2 separate regions of the Rattus norvegicus genome follow, and region 1 is linked to region 2. The links are chromatin contacts, called in public Hi-C maps. All regions are on one chromosome and are shown on one strand. The core of a region is the stretch at or near the end of the contact, and the rest is flanking DNA. Distances in the headings are between cores, read along the strand shown. Region 1 overlaps Corin (corin, serine peptidase). Region 2 holds the start of Corin (corin, serine peptidase).

Region 1 (4,753 bases), core at 970-3,469, 190 kb before region 2:
GTTGATTGAAGGTGACCTTGAATTCTCAACCTCTTACATCTACCTCCAAGTGCTGGGATCTCATGTGTGTACCCACAAGCATCACGAGCCATTATTTTTTTTTACAACTGAGAACTTGCCAAATATTTCGTCACCTGCCAAAAATCTAGAGCCAGTCTCCTCGATAGAGTCATAGGACCATTTGAATACTCTTAAGTTAATCCATTTTAAATCATACCTTAAACTACCATACCTTAGCATACCAATGTTCTTGCATAAACAATCTAGTACATTCTGGACACACCACTCAAATCACAGTGAATGATTATTTTTATTTTTTTATTTTTATTTTACAAAAAACTGCCAAAAGGAACAGGCAAACTATAGTAAGTTCTCAAATTATTAAATATTGTTCCACAGCAAAATTACACTGACCTCTGTACCATCACCCTGACAGATGTAATCTTCTAGAATATGCGTGTGTCCTTTTTATAGTAGCTGATAGTGGTTCAGTTGATTGCTTATGGCATTTTGTCTTGACCAGGAGGACAGTGTTTACTACAAAAATTCATTTTGAGGGGGAAGGCAATATTTCATACTTCAAAGGCCAACAGAATAAAATGATCTCAAGATGTATATTGCCTTATGGGTTTCCAGCGAAATAAGGTGTCAATCTTATTTTGGGGTATGACAAGCTAACTAATCACAGGCAAACTAGCTTTTAGATAGCACTTCAATCATTCCGCTCTATGCCAGCCATTGTCTGTTGAAAAGCGTTGTCTGTTTTATGCTCCCTGGAACATCTCAGCATACAAGAACTACAGTTTTCAGGGAAATAAACTGAGAATGGCTGTGTTCAAGTTGGCACTAGACTCTCCAGCCTTCCCACTGGTGATGTCGGGGCTCAATGGCACAAGTATCAAGGGGAGTTTATCCTTCTCAACAGAGGGAAGGGGAGAGGGGCATGAAAATGAATCTTAATTAAGTGTGAGCGCTGATGCCTGAACTATCTTCATGGATGGAGATGCCTGATTAGTGGCCGAGGAAGGCTCTGCCGAGACATCGGTATCTTCCCATAAACCAGATAACCACTGCTTTGCAGTGTAATAACAAAAATGGCTCTTTACATGTATGAACTGTTTCCTTTTCCTTTTACTATTTATATATTTAAGGCTATAAACTGAAATGTAATTGTATTATAAATTAAAATGTAATTTCAGAGAAAAGTCACATCAAGTCATGCCTTATGGTCTGCTGCCTTCAGAAGTGAATGCATTAGTGTGAGGTCGGACACCGCTTCCGAGAGGAAGCAAACAGTTACATATTCCAACATAGTCCCTTATTCTTGACAGTTGCTACTGCACATTAAAGACAATGCCACCTTGCACACGTACCACAGTTCTCTTCGTCACTGTCGTCATCACAGTCAGCCTGGCCGTCGCATCTTCTGGAACCCAGAACGCATCGTCCCGAGCGGCACTTGAAGTGACTCGGAGAGCATTCTGTCAAAAAGAAGTGCTTCCCTCAGTGGGCAGAATTGTAAAGGGGTCAGCCTACACCCATGTTTGCATTTGGGGTGTTGTCTATGGGCAAGTACTAAAGAAAGAACGGCTAGCCTCACAGCGGAAATGCCTGAAGTTCACGCGGCTTTCGTCTCTCTGCTAATCTCCACCCTTCTCCTTCATTCTTGGTGCTATCTCTTCAAATGTTATCTGTGCCTTATAACAACTAAGCACCTTTCCAAATAGACACCAAACAACGGCCCCAACCCCAGAATCCCTTGTGCAATCCATGATGCTAATTTCCCGGAAGTTCTAGCCTTTCCCTTGATTGATCAGTCCTAAAGTCTACTTTTCTATTAATAATCCTCCTGTTAATAATTCACTGCCGTCTCACTTAGAAGAACCAAGGGTTGGTGCTCATCATTAGCTTCCTGGCCCCTAAAACAAGCAGCATCCACAACTAGCCAGTGAAGTATGACTAAGCTCACCTTGGAGTTCATTTTTATTGCTTAAAATTATTTTACACATGATAGTAATGACAGCAGCAAACCAGTAGGCGCCAGAGCCTTCTAGAACAATCAAGTAATTTTTAACCTCATTTCCCTACACGGCCTAATTGACAACTACATAGAAAACCAACATCAGCCCTCCCCAACTCAGACTGCAAAGAGCGGCTGACACAATGTTAGATGCCCTACTGGAATAAACCGGAACATTAACCTTCCACGTCTTCATTGGGCAGGAGGCAAGTTTGATTGTCTGAACTTTGCTCTGGAAATTGACTGCAATCTGTGTCTTCAGGCCACTGGAGGCCTACGATCCCCAGAACAGACTCACAGCGCTCTTTGGAGTGCTCACACAGGAGTCTACAAGCAGAAAGAGAATGTGTCAGAAGCCAATGTATGCTCAGCATGCATTTTGGTTTAAATTCTATGCGGGACTGTGTAAAGAAGCATGTAGAAACATACAGGCATGAGCATTACATATATATATATATATATATATATATATATATATATATATATATATATATATATATATACAATATCTTGACAAGAGGAGCCAGCTGCCTTCACTACAATAGAATACTGCAGACACAAAATTAAATATTCTCCAAGCTCAGACCCCCTTCCCTTTGGCTCTCTACTTATCTGTCTTTTGGGTAAACATTCTCTAGCCTTTGGTTCTAAGCAAAGGAATGCCCAGCATTCCCCACAGTCTGTCACCATGGACTAAGGACAAGAGACTCCAGCCAAATGTCCTCTGATGAGGGGGAGGGCCACATGTTATGCTGGCTTATCTGGGGCCCTGCCTCTGTTTCCCCCTCTTCAGCTGTCATCAATACTGCTTATTTGTTTGTTCTAAAGGTAAAACTCAGTTTCTAGCTTAGGTTTGGAATTTTCAACAAAGATGAATGTGGGCCATTCTCACGTTCAGCTTGAAGAAGTGGTAGGTTCAATATTATTCCACCGCTACTGCTGCATTTGAGTTCTGCTGTGGATATTACAACAAGTATAGGAACTCAGTCATAGCTGTGCTCTTAAAGAAACCATTTTCTCTATTACTTTGGAACCTTACCATAAAATGTAAATAGTACTAACAGCCCCACCAAAAGCTTAAGGAAGTTAGCTCTTGTCAAGATCTGTGTGGGGCTCAGTAGTAGGCACTTGCCATGATGGTGCAACTTCGGTCAAAGGGGATTTTGAACCCAAGACATAATAATCCTCAACTTTTTTCCACGCTGGGAGGCTCAGTAAGGCTGGTTAACTTCTGATGTGCAACTTAAAAAACTAAATGTCAATGTGATATATTACGTTTGTTGTTTTTTTTTTCCCAGTTTTTTTTTTTTATTAACTTGAGTATTTCTTATATACATTTCGAGTGTTATTCCCTTTCCCAGTTTCCGGGCAAACATCCCCCTCCCCCCTCCCCTTCCTTATGGGTGTTCCCCTCCCAACCCTCCCCCCATTGCCGCCCTCCCCCCATAGACTAGTTCACTGGGGGTTCAGTCTTAGCAGGACCCAGGGCTTCCCCTTCCACTGGTGCTCTTACTAGGATATTCATTGCTACCTATGGGGTCAGAGTCCAGGGTCAGTCCATGTATAGTCTTTGGGTAGTGGCTTAGTCCCTGGAAGCTCTGGTTGCTTGGCATTGTTGTACTTTTGGGGTCTCGAGCCCCTTCAAGCTCTTCCAGTTCTTTCTCTGATTCCTTCAATAGGGGACCTATTCTCAGTTCAGTGGTTTGCTGCTGGCATTCGCCTCTGTATTTGCTGTATTCTGGCTGTGTCTCTCAGGAGAGATCTACATCCGGCTCCTGTCGGTCTGCACTTCTTTGCTTCATCCATCTTGTCTAATTGGGTGGCTGTATATGTATGGGCCACATGTGGGGCAGGCTCTGAATGGGTGTTCCTTCAGTCTCTGTTTTAATCTTTGCCTCTCCCTTCCCTGCCAAGGGTATTCTTTTTCCTCATTTAAAGAAGGAGTGAAGCATTCACATTTTGATCATCCGTCTTGAGTTTCCTTTGTTCTAGGGATCTAGGGTAATTCAAGCATTTGGGCTAATAGCCACTTATCAATGAGTGCATACCATGTATGTCTTTCTGTGATTGGGTTAGCTCACTCAGGATGATATTTTCCAGTTCCAACCATTTGCCTACGAATTTCATAGACTCGTTGTTTTTGATAGCTGAGTAATATTCCATTGTGTAGATGTACCACATTTTCTGTATCCATTCCTCTGTTGAAGGGCATCTGGGTTCTTTCCATTTTCTGGCTATTATAAATAAGGCTGCGATGAACATAGTGGAGCACGCATCTTTTTTATATGTTGGGGCATCTTTTGGGTATATGCCCAAGAGAGGTATAGCTGGATCCTCAGGCAGTTCAATGTCCAATTTTCTGAGGAACCTCCAGACTGATTTCCAGAATGGTTTTACCAGTCTGCAATCCCACCAACAATGGAGGAGTGTTCCTCTTTCTCCACATCCTCGCCAGCATCTGCTGTCACCTACGTTTGTTGTTTTGTCCATGTTTAAGCACCCTCGCATTCCTGGAGGGAATCTAATTTGATAATTGTGAATAGTATATTTATGTAAATCAATAAAAATTAGAGCTGGTTCTCTAAAACAAAATAAATGTTAAGGTTAATAAACGGACTCAGTAGAACCAGCTATGCATTAATCCATAAGTTCAGGAGCATATTAGGACGGTATAATAAGATAGCTTTATGCCTACATAACAGAGTGCTCCTATTGCTGGCACTGAAATCGAAA
Region 2 (5,343 bases), core at 35-2,534:
AACGAGGAGTGTTGGTGGTATTGTGACTGACACACTCCCAAAAGCCTAGTTGTTGTTTGTTCGGGAGATTTGCCAAAATTAATGTTTACAGCACGTCTCACTTCAAAACTCTACCAAAATGCGCCCCTGAACAAGCAGCAGTAAGTCCTAGCATGGCTCCCTTTGCGGTGGCCCTCTGCTGTTCTCCTGCGGACTTACGCGTCCATCAGTAGATTCCTTCCTATCTTAAAAGTGGAATGACTATATAGCCATGGTCCTGGAGACCCTCGGAGCCTTGTTCTGTAAGCCTTCGCAGCGCGAAGTTCCGAGAAGTTTCAGTGGGAAGCGATTGCTACGATTACTTTCCTGGGAATCTGGAAACTAAGTCTCCACCTCGGTCCCCAAAACTGGGAAGCTGCGCAAAGCGCGCCCACTATCATTCTCCCGCCTCTAGAGCTCCGGCACAGAAGTCCCGCACTGAGTTCTAGCAGAACCTGGTAGGACAGCACCTCAGGACGCCTTCCCAAGCACGCTCTCTCCCTGCCCGCACTGGCTGGTCCGGTTCCCGCTTTGCGCAACAGGGATCCTGGCGGTAACCAGCGGACTCCAAGACCCTAACGACACAGCAGACAAGGGTGGCTGCAACCTAGACTGGGTTTCCTGGGGCTCAGGTCAGGGGGACCTTCTGCAGTACCCTTCCTTCTCTCTGCAGACAGTGGCAGCAAGGCTAACCCTTCCCAGGACTGCAGGGATTGGGGCAAGCGTCCCAAATCCTAACAGCTCAAAACCTGTGCTGCAAACCAGGGACTGTGCTCGGTGCGCGCGGAGTCGGTGCCGTCCCGGAGTAAGCTCGCGAGCAGGGGACCCGGGCGTTCCGACCTCTTAGTTGTGCGGTACCAATGCATAGCACCATCCCGGGGCACTGACTGATCCCCAACGGGGGACACTACTACAAATGGGACCTAGTCACGGCGCCAGTAGCAGGGCCGCGCGCAGTAGGGATGCAGGCTTACGTCTGGAGCAGGCGGGGCTCCAAAGCAATCCTTCAAGCTGCCCGAAGCCTGGAACTTGGACCCGGAGAGGAAGCCACGGGTCCCCGAGGGGCCGAGTCCGACGGTTCCACCTGCAGTCTCCCCCAGAACCCCCGCGCGGCCAAACCCGTTCAGTGCATGGAGGGCGGTGGTTGGAGGGACTCTGCAGGACAGGTAGCATCGCCCAGGACAAGAGCAGCGGGCTCTCCTCACAGAGCTGACCCGAACGTTGAAAGAAACCCTGCCCATGACTGTCCGAGCCTCCGACTCCAAGCCACGGGAGTGGAGGACTGTCCGCTTGGGGACTAGCTGCAGGGCACTGAGCGAGCCACTGAGAAGTCTGTGCTCACTGACTGACCTACGGACAGGCAGGAGGTGGCACCCGATGGAGGGAGGAAGGGACGGGGAGAAAAAGATTGACTCTGAAGTCACCAGGACTCAGGCCACGCGACCTGTGTGCTGGAGGAGCGAGGAGGGTGGATCTTACCCTCTTTGGGGCGTCGGCTCGGCGACTGTGCTCCTCCGGAGCAAGGGCGGGGGGCCGTTTCGTGAACATATCTTTATCCTCTGTCCACTCTTATCTCGGTCGCTCTTCTCTGCTCTATGGATCTCTAGGAGAGGCAACTACGGGTGTCTTTCTCCTCACTCGGAGTGAAGTTGTAGTCAGGGGACAGGAGCCCCATATTTTGTTGCTGGGCAGACCCCACCCTCAGACCACTCCCTCCCTTCACTCACGTCTCTGGGTCCTACCCATAACCCTTAATGAGACAGCTCCTCCATACCCAGCCCTGCCTTCAAAAAAGTTCATTTTCTATGGCAGATGGAGAGCCAAGAGTCTCCTGCCCCCATCCCCCACACCAGGAAACAAACAAACCCTTAAACTATGGGACAGGAGCAGCAAAGGCCAGAACTTAGTTGAGCCGTGTAAAGGGCTGCTCTCCTCCGAACTGTCATTATAACATCCTAGAATGCTCTATCCCCCCAAACAGGAATCTAACCAGGCAAGTATCAAAATGACTGCCTCCGGGCACTGGCAATCCAATGTTGTTTGTTGTGTTGGAAGAGACGTAAGGTTTTGAAGGCAGACATTATCTGCGTTACACAAATTGTAAATCTGTCTTCTGCTACAGGTTTAGGGGGAAAACTGCATTTGCGAGCCAGCTTGGCTGCTCAAGCCCTATGGGCCAGAACTCCAGCCTGGCATTGCCGGACAAGAACAAGGCTGAAATCAGGGACCGGCAAATTTGTGCCTGTCAGACAGACCCAGCCCCATTCCTGTGGCAGCAAAGAGAGAGAACAGTGTCGACATTCCAAAGCAAAGGTTGCATTGAAGGCCAAGGCAATTCTTAAATATTTATCGAAAAAAGAAAAAAATTTTAAAAGGATAACAAAGATTTAAATTTTCTTAGACATGACTTTTAAGTGTATTTTTATTCAAAATTTCAAAGACTGTTCAAGGTTATACCGTAGCCCATCTCCATTAGAGAAGGCCACATATAGTAGACAATAGGACCTGCCCCTTGAGTACAAGCGTGGACAAAAAGGCACATTTGTACAACTGGAAGGAAGTGGTAATGGGTGCTTTGCCTCAGAAAAGACATGCAGTGTGGGAAATGCCATCTACGTGTAGTTAAAGACGTGGGGCACGGGTTGGGGATTTAGCTCAGTGGTAGAGCCCTTGCCTAGCAAGCGCAAGACCCTTGGTTCGGTCCCCAGCTCCGAAATAAAGAAAAAAAAAAAAAAAAAAAGACGTGGGACACTGATTTCAAGTTATCCCAGCATCTGTGAGGAATGCAGTTTCTAACAAGCGTTTCATAATTCACAACCTCCCAGTGTTCCAGCATGGCAGACTCTGCACTAAGCACTACACACACACACACACACACACACACACACACACACACACACACACACGTATCCTTTTTAACTCAGAGATGGGAGGCAGCTGGAGTAACCAGTCATCTATTTGGCAGTGACCTGACAGTCCCCAGAGATGGTGGCATTTTGTGACTGAGTTCTTACTGAGACACTGCCTTAGCACACACCTCCACTCACAGGGCCCCTGTCGGAGAATCCAGAGCCCAGGAGACACATCTGCCAACTCCACCTGAGGGCCAGAGTTGAGCAGTCTGCAAATGGGTGTCCGTTCTTGAAGTCGCAGATGAGTTTCTTTTCCCAGTTCTGCCCCCTGGTGGAGCTGTGGGAGCTATGAAACAGAAATAGCTAAGTAGATTCTTACCCTGTTCCTTGCTCCACTATGCTAGGTTCCAGAGGCGGCTACTGTACTGATGAGGTAACTGCTCTAAATACTCCCTCCTAATAGCTCCAGCCGCCATGAGTATCAGGAGCAGTAGCTGAGGTACTTTTTGCTGCTTGGGAGCACAGTATGAGAAATGAGGGTGAGCGTCTATGTTTAGACTTTGTAATTTAATACTGTAAGAAATCAAACATGTCTTATTTTCAAGTTAATTATGCAGCGTGCTCACAGTGATTTTTTTACTGATCACTGTGGCATTATTCCTTTAGAAAATCATGTCACGGACTTAAACTTACATTATTAGAGCTGTGGTTGTGAGCTTTGCAAGGGAAGTGCTCTACAACTGGACTCCCAGCCCCTCAGTTAACAAATGATTAATCACTGTCCAGCGTCTTAAAATACTCTTGTTTTGCAAAAAAATAAATAAATAAATAAAAAATTAGTATTTCTGGTACCATTCTGAAAGTTTTATTGTCTAGCATTTCAGGCATATATCAAACTAGTCATATAATTTAAAAGAAAAAAACAAACATTAAAGAAATTTATGGTGATTACTGACAAAAATACTCATTTGTGTGTTAGTCATAGAAATAATTTTCTGTGCCTTCATCTTCTTCAACTGAGTCATATGAATAAATAGGAACCTTCCTTAAAAGTAAGGATCTCGGTTGAACTCCACTGCCCCTGCGTGGGATATGAGTCTCGACCCCAGTGCACTGGTTCCTATCAATAAACCTCATGTTTATTACAACAAGGACGGTCTCACATGAGTTCTTGGGAGGTCGCATCATCCTGAGACTTGAGTGAGAGTCTCCCCGCTCCGGGGATCTTTTATTTGGGGGCTCGTCCAGGATCAGCGACCACCCTCGTCTCCGAAGACCCACTTGGAGGTGAGATAGCATCTGTGTCTTCGTCTGTGTCCTTGTGTTTTGTGCCGGCTAAACTCTGGGTCTGTATTTGCTACTCTGGGTGTGTATTTGCTCGTGGGTTCTGGAGTTCTGGTTTTGCAGTCGCTCCAGTCTCGGGCTGAGAAGGGAGGCTCGTGTCTCAGGAGAGATGCAAGTGTGAGTGGTAGACGTGCCAGGGGCTCACCGATTGTGCTGCCTTGGGAGACGTCCCAGGAGGTCTGGGCGAACCCCAGGGATGCCTGGGAGATTCCCATCTGGGTGCCGATAAGGATTCGGTGATTCTCCTGGATTGGAGAAAAGACCCACCGTCCTCCCAGCTGTCTGTATTTCTAGAGTGGTCTTTGTCTGTGTGTTTTAGGTTTTTGTTTTGTGTTACTTGTGACTTTGATGATGGGACTCCTCTGAGTTTGGTAGAGTGGTCTTTGTCTATGTGTTTTAGGTCTTTGTTTTGTGTTACTTGTGACTTTGACGATGGGACTCCTGAGTTTGACTTTAGACCACTGGACTGCTAGAGCACACAATTTGTACCGTGGCAGACTTTTTGCTCCTTGGAGTGGCCAGTGTTTGATATTGGCTGGCCTCCAGAAGGCACATTTGACTGAACCATTATTTTTGATCTGCTGTCCTTCATCTGTCTTTGGTGTCCCCTTGGGAAGGAAGAGTGATGTGGAATCTGCTCTCCTTCATCTGTCGTTGGTGAGCTCACGGAAGCTCCCTTCTAAATCAGTTCAGTTTTGTGCTGATCTCGCGACAGCCGCTTGTTTTTTGTTTTTTGTGCGCACTTCTATTTTTTGTCCGTTAACCTTTTGAATTTCTTTCTGTGTGACTGAATGCTATTTGTCCTGTTCGGCGGACCTCTATTTTCTGGACTCTTGTTTTCTCGCCATCCCACTTGAGATGCTTGTTAGTAGCTGTTACAGGAAATACAGAATCCTACTAGAGGCCAGAAAAAATGTTCCAGACACAGATGGAAGGCCCTCACTTCTGCCTGTTGACTTCAATATGCCTGAAGGTAAGGGAGCACCAGGTCTACCATCAGACTCCAATGGTGGGTCTCTGAGGGGCTGAAAAAATGCCCCACCAATTTGGCTAAAGTAAGGAAAAGATATGAAGAAAAAGTTGCAGAAACTTGAAGGGTTAAGCTAAGTCGCTGAGAGAGTTATTGTAA

The links. A called contact is a pair of places that touch in the nucleus more often than the background predicts.
Region 1: a Hi-C map of liver shows a contact between it and region 2, with 5 times the contacts expected there. The contact joins the enhancer-like site here to the promoter of Corin in region 2. A contact is called at or near these places in 11 of 12 Hi-C or Micro-C datasets (the A7r5 cell line, the Rat2 cell line, Schwann cells and 7 more).

Annotation. Positions count from the first base shown.
Region 1 is chr14:36,221,772-36,226,524 of GRCr8, reverse strand. It overlaps Corin (corin, serine peptidase), which reads right to left. Exons shown (of 22, transcript NM_182473.2): 12 at 2,202-2,347; 13 at 1,374-1,481. Among named protein-coding and RNA genes, the nearest start is that of Atp10d, 140 kb to the left of the region's middle. Within about 2 kb of position 2,219, at least 1 of the 93 cell types and tissues checked has an H3K27ac peak or open chromatin away from gene starts, as enhancers often do. A contact at or near this core is called in liver, where this site is marked.
Region 2 is chr14:36,031,507-36,036,849 of GRCr8, reverse strand. Corin (corin, serine peptidase) reads right to left here and starts at 1,284. Exons shown (of 22, transcript NM_182473.2): 1 at 993-1,284. The coding sequence starts at 1,259.